2 separate regions of the Siniperca chuatsi genome follow, and region 2 is linked to region 1. The links are chromatin contacts, called in public Hi-C maps. All regions are on one chromosome and are shown on one strand. The core of a region is the stretch at or near the end of the contact, and the rest is flanking DNA. Distances in the headings are between cores, read along the strand shown.

Region 1 (4,938 bases), core at 1,336-3,835:
ACAAAAGATGTATTCATTCATTTGTTTCCACAACTTTCTTTCTCCGTCTCGTGCTTGTTATTGCCATTGTTTATCTCTTTCAGTGTCTCCCTTTTTCCCCAGAGGGACTTTTTGGGTGCAGTGTCCTCTGATATTTTAATGGTTTGATTAATCTTTTCCTCACTCTCTCCTGCACCCATGTTGTCCCTCCTTTTCTTCGCTTCTCTAACCATAATCTCATTTTTATTGGCTCCTTTCCTCCCCCTCTTCCATAATGTCCTCATGTCCACCTTCCCTTCTTCTGCCCTTTGCTTTATCTCTCTTTCTGTATTATTTCCCCATTCTTTTCTGAATGGGGAACATGTACATAGTATTTCCCTCTTTTCTTTTCCCCGTTGTTACCTGCGTCTCTTTCCCCCGCTGCTGGAGGCAGGTTTCGGGGTCCTGGTGGAGACGATCTGACAGTGGACGGTGCCCAGCAGCAACATGAGCCATATGGCTCCAAACACCTCGGTGGTTGGTATCCCATGAGGCTGAGGGATGATCACATACAGGACTGCTGCCGCCACTGCCGGAGAGAGAGAAGCAATTAACACTAAACTCTGCAGCTTTGAGACCTCTTTTTTTTTTTTTACTTGACGAAGATCCAACTGGGATTTAAATAAATTTGTGGTTTCGAGTCAGTGTGCATTTGTTACCCTTTTCATTGATGTGGATTTCCAATAGTCTTGCACCTACATGGGATGTGTATATAACTACCATCCTTCTATGACAAAGAAAGTCAGATGTGTAACTAAGCAGCTGTTTGCTAACATGTTAGCCACAGCAAATTAACAAGGTAACAGTATCTCAGGTTTGCGTTTCAAAAATCACTTGATGAAACTTTAAGTTGCCTAGTGTTAAATCAAAGAGAAGATGTGTGTGTTTTTACGCAGTATGTGGGGGGAAGTGAGCAGGAAGGGCGGGGGGTTAGAGAGAGAGTCTGTTTTCGTCAGAGCTGAAAAGGGCATCATGATGTAGGGGGTGGAAAACACTGTTCAGTGGTCTTGAAAGTGTTTGTGCAGCAAGTGTGTGCTGCTCTGTGGGTGCAACCCGGGAGTTCTCAATGCTCACAAGATATTGTGGGCTGCATGTGTATTTTAAGAAAAACAGCAGAATAGACGCACAGTGTCAGCTGTTGGACATCTTGTTAAGTCAGTTATTGGTAGAAGATTTAAACATTCGCTGAGGATCAATTCAATTTTATTTATATAGACCAATTCATAACAGAAGTTATCTCATTGCACTTTTCCTATAGAGCAGGTCTAGACCGTACTCTTTATAATATTCAGCCTAGATACCAGATCAAATCAGTTAGACTATTAAAACTAGGGATTGTAGATATAAAATGAAATGAAGAGTGACTGTATGACCTATTTCTGATATTTAATAAACAGATTTTGGTGCATAGTCATAGAAATTTTATATTTCCACTACTACACTCACCTTGCAGCAGATAGAGAGCCAGCAGTAAGAGGTAAATGGCTCTGGAGGTGACCTGGATCCACCAGCGATAAAAGAACGGGAAGAAGACGACTCTGACGATGCCTTTCCTGGTCAGTGACGTCCACGGACTCTCTGGTTTGGCCTTGGCAAACGCCGAACCTGCGGAGGAAGAGAATAAATACACACTAAGTTTAACGAGGAGAACTAATTAAGCCAAATGACTGCAGTGAGCAGAAAAGCTCATCACTTAATACATCCTGGAGTCACATTAGAGCAGTGGGTTTATCTTTTAAGCTTCCTTCTCAGACTCCTCTTCCGCCCCTTCTATCTTTTTTGGTCTCTGCATTTCATCTCGTTTATCTACTCTCTTCCTCCGTTTCTTTCTTGATTATCTATCTGTCTTCCTGTGCAGTGAAATAACAATGAGGATAAATTGGAATGATCTGATGAATAATTGAAAATGTGATGAATATGAGACAGATAGGAAGAGATGGGAACGCTGATAGAGAGATGAAGACAGAAAGAGCGAGGGTTAACAGTGACAGGGGGTTGGCACAGCAACGCTGGCATCTTAGGTTCATGTGTGTGCGTTTTATGTGATGCCACTGAGCAGACGATGTTGTGTGTCTGATGGTTTTTAGCTTTAGCAGAAAGCCTGTCTGGTATCTAATCTAATTAGCTTAATGGAAAGGAAGTTTGCACTCACACACACACAAACTTTTTTCTCACCTCTAACCAAGTCCACGTCTATAAGGTCTGGTTTGACATGTCCTGTCTTCTTTGGCTTGTTCCTCAAGCCCTGCAGGGGGAGACAGAGAGACGTGGGGGGGGTCAATGTCAAAGACAAAGAAAGAAACAGAGATTAATATAAACATTAACACACACACACACACACACACACACGGAAACTCAACTACAGGTGGCTTCTCATGCACTTTATGCCTTCATAAACACACATACACACATTCAGTGTTTGAGGAGGCACACAGTGCATTCAGACTCACACAGCTACTGGCTCTATTCTCTATTTCACTGCACGTGCATCTACTCACATCCACTAGATTTAACTCAACATTTTCAGCCCAATCTGGAAAACAGACTTCTACACTTCTACACTACACTGATGCATTAAGTCAGTCTAAATGTTGCTACTTTGCATTCGTTAAAGAATTCAGAGGATAAAAACAGCAAAACATCCCTAAAGACCTTTCAGTCCTTGAAATCAGCTGCGTCATTTCAAAACAGTGTGTTATAGCCATCATTCATTCCAGAGGTTTACTGTTACAGCTTTAAAGTTGGTGCTTTGTGCAGTTTATGACCCTGGGAATAACACTCCCCTGTGGCACGCTGACTTCCTGTGCCACTTCCTGCTATGATGTATACACTTTTGTGTGTGTGTGTGTGTGTGTGTGTGTGTGTGTGTCTGTGCGCTCTGTCAGCTGTGAAAAACTGTACTGAAACTTTCTGTGCGACCATAAGTTCTGAAATGTGGTGCCTTTCTGTGTAAGTAACAACAGGAACAGTAAATACAAATGAACATTTAAAAGGGACAGATCACCCCAAAATCAAAATACATACATATTTTTCCTCTTACCAATACATATTTATGAGTTTTAGAGATATCAGCCATAGTGATGTCTGCCTTTTTGGAATATAATGGAACAAAACTAATAAAACTGCTCACAACAAAGTCTGTGGAGTATCTTGAGTAACCGGGTCATGATTTCTGGAGAGAGACATTGCTGTTGGGTGTTTCAATTATTTATTTATTTTTTTTACACTTTGAGCACCACAAGCTGAGTGCCATATTTTCCATTATATTCCAAAAAGGCAGACATGTCTACGGCCGATATCTCCAAAACTCATACAAAACAATCTAGATGGATAAATAGTGCTACATGTAAGAGGAAAAATATGTATTTTTTTTTATTTTGGGGTGAACTGTGAAGGTGTGTGTGTGGGGGGAGAGAGAGAGAGAGAGAGAGATATTCAGTACTTCAGTACAACAACAATGTCGAAGTCACACTATTGTGAGCAGCCTGAGAATAGTTTGGTCATGCCTGTGTTTACCCAGAGTCATTAATATGAAACCTCATTAAAACCATAGTGCTCTGTGTACATGTGAGCAGCTACACACACACACACACACACACACACACACACACTATTCAGTTTCCCATCCATGTGCATGTACAGGAGCTAAGAGGATTTTTAATGGAACAAAAAACATATTTTACACAAAGCACTTAGTTAATGATTGTGGAGTTGTGTCATGTTAAGCTGTACCTCTAAAATATTTGTATTCCAATATTTGGTATGTATCATTTTCGTGACTTCTATAACATGTTTGCAGCTATGTATCTGACGGGTCATATTGTAAGTGTTGCTGTATATTTTACTCTGACGTCAGCTAGATGTAATCAGTTTTGTGCCAATATACAGTACACCTTGTCTTTTGTTATGTTATTGTCATGTTTGTCTGATGAGGATGTGGTAGGGTTGAAACAGCGACTTTTTTGCAGCCCAAAAATGTTTTGGGAGCTTTAATCCAGCGTGCTGGATATCCATTTTTTCCCTATTTTTCTTAAAAAGGTCCCATTAAATGACAAATTAATGAATCTTTCCTCTGTTGTTACTGATCAGACTTATAGTCTTACAATATTTAGGCTAATTTCTTAGCCCAGTCTTGTCTTATGTAACATTTGAAAACTTTGGCTTCTTTAGTTAAATGATAAAAGGGATTTTGTAGAAAAACGTTTATATTTTTAGGAATCAGCACCCAAAATCAGTTATTGTATTGGCACAAGTATAGAAATTACCAGCCCTACTTCATTATCAGGTTTTCATTATCAGTAAACAAGGTCTTAAGTCCTTTCAGATCTTTGAAATACTGAACATTTCAAGGATGCGAGTCATTTTAACGGTAACACATAAAGCTGTCCACTTGAATCTGACTGGCTCATGCCAATATTTACATACCGGCCAAACAAGTTCAGTGCTATCAGTCAGTGGTCTGATAGAGTCTTAATGGAGGCCCTTATCATTACATAGCACAACCAACAAGCTAATACACTGTGTGTGTGCGTAAGAGAGGGAAAATGTGACAGTGTAGAAGAGCAGGACAGTAGTGTGTGTGTGTGTGTGTGTGTGTGTGTGTGTGGATGTGCGCGTGTGTGTGTACATGCAGGGCTCTTGGCAGTAGATTTACCGCAGCAGACCACGGCTCCCTTATCTCTGCACTATTCATAGCTTCTTATCTTTCTAAACTACTTTTTCCTGCAGTTACAAGTCATGATGTTGCCTCAGTGACTGATTGGTCCAGCATGTATGAATGATTAATGCAAAATCTGAAGAGAAAAATGTTAAAGCAACTATGCTTTACTCTTTACATTCCTTATTAAAGGCTGCTTGTCATGTTGCTTATTCTTCTGTTGCACTATGTGCTACACACCTAAAATGCATATGTAAATGCAT
Region 2 (4,938 bases), core at 1,047-3,546, 33 kb after region 1:
AAGTAAAAGAGAGAACAAACAATACAAAGGAACACGCTGGTCAGACAATAGACAGCAGTCTGGGTCTGTGGATGCTACCGTTACACACACACACACACAAAATCAGGCAGTCAGTCAACAACTACAATTCACTTTGTGCAAATGCACATATATGCAAATAAACTCGCACACACACGAACTGCTGCACAGTTATGTTGACTGACAAGTACTACTGGCCTGACTGACTGCTCGATCAATCAATGTCTTAAAGTGACTTCATGATTGTGATTTCATTGCTTGCTCAAAAGGCACCTCAACCTCACCTCTTCCTATACCTGACTGAAAACTGTCTCTAATCTCACTGACAATCCTTTGTTAATGGGTTTAACTGCAGTGTCAGCCTGTAGTTTTTTTGTTACTGTGGTACGCGTTATAGGTCTCTCTGAATAAAAGCATCGCGAGAGGTAAAACTGTGAATGTGACTGCAGATGGGACTACGTCAGTAACTGTAATGGATTCACAAAGCAAACAGCCGGAATCAAATTAGAGGTTTGCTTCATTGTTACATGGCAGTGATACTCCAGGTGTTTGATTTTTAGAAAAATTAAAAAAATACGGAATTCTACATCACACAGTGCTGCCATACACTGTATACCTGACTACCTGCAGGTGAAACAAACTTGTGAGATTATTGGCTACAGTCCAAACACAGTCATGTCTAACAGCTGCAAGAGTTATTGCAGTTATTTCTGCTGGTGTCATTGTTGTATTTACTACTCAAATACAGGCTGATCTGTTCCACTTCTTCAGCCTGTACGGACAAGAAATCTATATTTTATGTACAAACTACAGGTTGACAGAATGTATAAAGATGTTAAAAAGGTTTATTTGACTGTCCTAGCTGTATGTTAACGTGCTGGATTGGTACAGGACTCTGCCAGAGTTGTGCAGAAGGTCAATTTACAGGTCAAATTATGATTGCAGTGGAAAATCTGGGCGAGTGATGACAGCGTTAGTCAGACACTGGAACAGACAGTCTGGCTGGATGGCAAACCATGTTGGATAATCAGATGGCTTGCCAAACTGTGAACCTGACCGCCTGCGACAGTTTCTACTCCAGGGACACAAGACAGGTAGAGAAAACCAACACCGGTTACAGAATAGAATACAACAGATGAGATATGAATGTATATTCAGAAAGAGTAGAGAAGAGTACAGAGTAATTTCACTGCTTCCAGCCTCTGAAATGCCTAACATGTGTTGGTTTGGCTTATATGAGTCTAAAATGGATTTTGTTGTGTGGTTGCACAAAACAAGCAATTTAAATGTGTCACATTTGGCATTTTCACTATTTCCTAACATTTTACAGATGAAACGAATAATCGAAAAAAAAAAATCGGCCGACAGATTAATCGGTAATGCAGGCCCCCCCCCAGGAAATATTTTAGCCGAGGTGGTAAGGCACCCGGATCCTGACACAGGTCTGCGGGAAGATAAGCGATCTGATAAAAGACATCTTCCAGCGATGCAATGTTTTCCACTGTTTATAAAACAGCCACCTCAGATGATTACATAGAAAAAACCCAGGAAATGTTTATAGCTTTGGTCTTATTTCCCGGTCAATTTAATTAGTACATGACAAGGCTAACGTTACAGTCGTGAAGAACACTATAGCAAAATCGTACACAGTTAACGTTAGTGTGTGCTTTCTCTCCATAAAAGCACCTATGCAGCCGTGTAAACCAGTTTAAAGGCAGTTAATCTTGCAGCTAGCCTCCATTTAGATGCAGCTACGGTGTTTTTAGACAGTCTTCACACAACCTGTATCCTCCTCCACATTTCTGGTGCTAGCTCATGTCATGCTACATAGTTAGCTAAGCTACCACCGGCAGGCACAAAGAGCCCACACAGCTGACCCTAATACTGAAATCCTGATCACTGCTGTCTAAACATACCGTGCAACCGCTCAGTCTTACCTCCTTGACAGCGACGGCTGCTCCGAGTCCCCACGCAGAGCCAAACTGTGCTTTCTAAGCGTGATTTATGCAGCACTGAGCTAGCCAGACTTGTCCAGTTTGTAGAAGAGATGCTGAGCGTCTGCTCACCGATGTCTGAAGCAGTAGCTTTCCCTTTTCTGTCTCTCACTGTAAAAATACAACTTCAGCCCCTGCCCGTAAACCACCGTATACATGCGCCATTGCATTTTATGCCAAAAAAACGTCGCCGATGGTTAGTAAAGAGAAAATTAGAGGAGAGCGGGCTAACATATCACTCATATGGACAAATTAACCGAAAAGCAAAATAATTAAGACAGAACAATGTCGCCGTTTTATGTAGTGGCAAGGTAACTCGCATATAAACGCAACCACCGGGAGAAATAGAAAGAGTTTTACTTACCTCTAGTGGACGTTAAAACTCACTACAGGAAAAAACCTACAACGAGTTTGCGCTTTTGGAAGAACTTTACGGTTAGAACCCAGAATGATGGACGTTAAACAAACGTGACGTAGAAAAGCCAGGACCAATTGGCTTCCAGTACGGGCGGGACGAACACAGATAACGGACCTAAAATCCCTACGTCTGTTGTAGTTGACGGACACGTCTGTTGATAATTATGTGAATTATTATAAGAAACGTTATGGGTTTTGGTGTGTGCCATACGGAGAGACGAACATGCTCGCCACATCTAGAAATACACTGAAGTAAGTCAGACTTCGTCTTAAATAAAACACCAACCGGTTAGCTAAATGCTATTGGGCTGTGAAAAGCTAGCTGTCACTGTAACATGAGCTAACTAACATGAATGAAAAAAATACATTTAAAATAGATTCCAGCTAGTGTTAGTGACATGTTGTTTGACGTGGTTAACAATACCACGTTTTAAATAGCTATTAGCAGCTACTCCAACGTTGCTGTCTATTCTTACATGTCGGATTTCTTGCTAAAATACTCCATAGACTAAACATTCATCATAATTGTGAGTGTCTGATTGTTTCTAACCTTTTCTCTCTGTGTCCCATGGATGTATGGCCTGTCCAGCGTCTGTTTCCTCTTCTGATCTGTCTCCAGTCAGTGAGATGTCTCTGGCTCAGAGGGTTTTGTTGACCTGGGTCTTCACCCTGGTCTTCCTCATCATGCTAGTGCTCAAACTGGACGGGAAGGTAAAGGTTTTTTTTCTCTTGTTACTTGTCAGTCTCTTTTTGTAAGTCTCCCCTTTCTCTCAGCTCCTGTATATTGAGAATCTCATCAATTACACTGTCAGTCAAAAGTATTTGTTCACCCTGTATTTGAGTAGTTTTTACATAACTCAATCAAAATTGCCTAATTGTGAATTTACTTTAAATCCTTTGTGTTTACTTGCTGTATTTTATTTGTATGTGATCAATCCCATTTTACTCTCAGGATTCATAAAGTTCATCATTATTTTCTCACCCAAGCTAGGAATTGGTCCATAACACTGATAGAAATAACTGACAAAAGCCTTGAATATGTAACTGACAAAATCCCCTCCCTTTCCTCCCTCCAGGTGCAGTGGAACTGGTTCCTCATCTTCCTCCCGGTCTGGGTCTTTGATGGCATCCTCATCCTCATGCTTGCCATCAAGATGGCAGGCCGTTGCAAGCCTGGGTATGACCCACGCAACGGCTCCCCAGACCTGCGTCTGCGTGCCTGGTACCTGACGGCCATGCTGCTCAAGCTTGGCTTCTGCCTGACGCTGTGCGCCAAGCTGGAGAAGCTGGTGGACGTAAAGCTGACGTTTGTGTGCATACCACTGTGGACCATGTTACTGGGGGCGCTGGTGGAGCTGGGGATGAATATCTTCCCTGAAAGGAGAGAGGCCTAAGAGGGATTAAACGGCTGGTTCAAACCTCAACATGAATCATTGCACCAACAAAAAAATCGAACAGTTGTTGAGAATAGATTTGTGCTTGTATGACCGTGACTTTGTGAAATTGGAGCTTTTGTTTTGGCCTGATTATGTTTCCAGAGAGTTCTGAGGCTCAAGAAGGAATCAAATAATCATCTCAGACATTGGTATTCATCTAAAGAATAAGAGACTTAGTGTAAAAATAAAAATCATAGTGTGTTCAGACCTCAGTGGAGCATGCTGTAAGGGCTTCAACAGGGCAGGGACTCTGCTGTCCGTGCAACGGAAGAGCTGCTATTGAATCTGTCCAAATCCATTCATTTAAAATTTTCAAAATTAGCTGAAAAAATGGCTCTATTTTCTTTGCAAAAAAAAAACAAATGCCATAAGGGGATCAACTGTATATGTATAAGACTACTGTGAAGCCTTCACTGGAAGAAACATGAACGTCATTTAATGTTTCCTTTTTTTTTGAACTCAAGATGTTCAGTATTGTTTTCTAGTATTAATTTCACTGTACATAAGCTAGCACAGCTGCTCTTGTAAAGAACGCCACACAGGGAGGAAGTGAATGGTACTTGGTGACTCCACTTCTGCATAACATTACCTATCACTCTTGGTACCGAATCAGTAAATGTTGTTACATATGCTTTAGATATTGTGTGGCTGTATTTACGCTCAAACACTTTTGTCTTTTCATTCCTGAGTTGTGGAGAGTAGCTGGCCAAATATTATTTCACAAGTTATAAATTAACTTTAGAGGTGTTCATGACAACAGCTCAGTTTGGCTGCAAGAACATGAGGAGACGATAACTTTTATTTAAGAAATTGTTCAGGACATAAAAGCATCTTGGGGCCAAGTTGTGATATTCTTTTTCCCACAGGCTACCCCCTCTGCTCTGTACAAGCTCTCTTTTGTACCATATAAATCATCATGTGCCCCATGAAAATCAGTAAGCTGTTATTCCGTACAAGGTCGCTAGGAAAAAAAACCTTGACATGTATCTTACTTGGTGACCAAAGTGATTAACATTCAGATAAATATGAAAAATCTATATCAAGTTTAACTATTATGTTGTAAACGTGTCGAA

The links. Hi-C and Micro-C count contacts between places; a contact is called where the count stands out from the background.
Region 2: a Hi-C map of liver shows a contact between it and region 1, with 2.3 times the contacts expected there. The contact joins the promoter of LOC122870974 here to the enhancer-like site in region 1. A contact is called at or near these places in 2 of 3 Hi-C or Micro-C datasets (liver and skeletal muscle).

What each region holds. Positions count from the first base shown.
Region 1 is chrLG23:11,333,111-11,338,048 of ASM2008510v1, forward strand. It overlaps LOC122870974 (protein PHTF2-like), which reads right to left. Exons shown (of 21, transcript XM_044185438.1): 5 at 2,194-2,263; 6 at 1,465-1,623; 7 at 382-547. Among protein-coding and RNA genes, the nearest start is that of LOC122870977, 8.6 kb to the left of the region's middle. Within about 2 kb of position 2,586, the one cell type or tissue checked has an H3K27ac peak away from gene starts, as active enhancers do. A contact at or near this core is called in liver, where this site is marked.
Region 2 is chrLG23:11,366,861-11,371,798 of ASM2008510v1, forward strand. LOC122870974 (protein PHTF2-like) reads right to left here and starts at 2,297. Exons shown (of 21, transcript XM_044185438.1): 1 at 1,956-2,297. It overlaps LOC122870976 (transmembrane protein 60-like), which reads left to right and starts at 2,495. Exons shown (of 3, transcript XM_044185443.1): 1 at 2,495-2,681; 2 at 3,019-3,140; 3 at 3,506-4,938. The coding sequence starts at 3,057. The coding sequence ends at 3,823.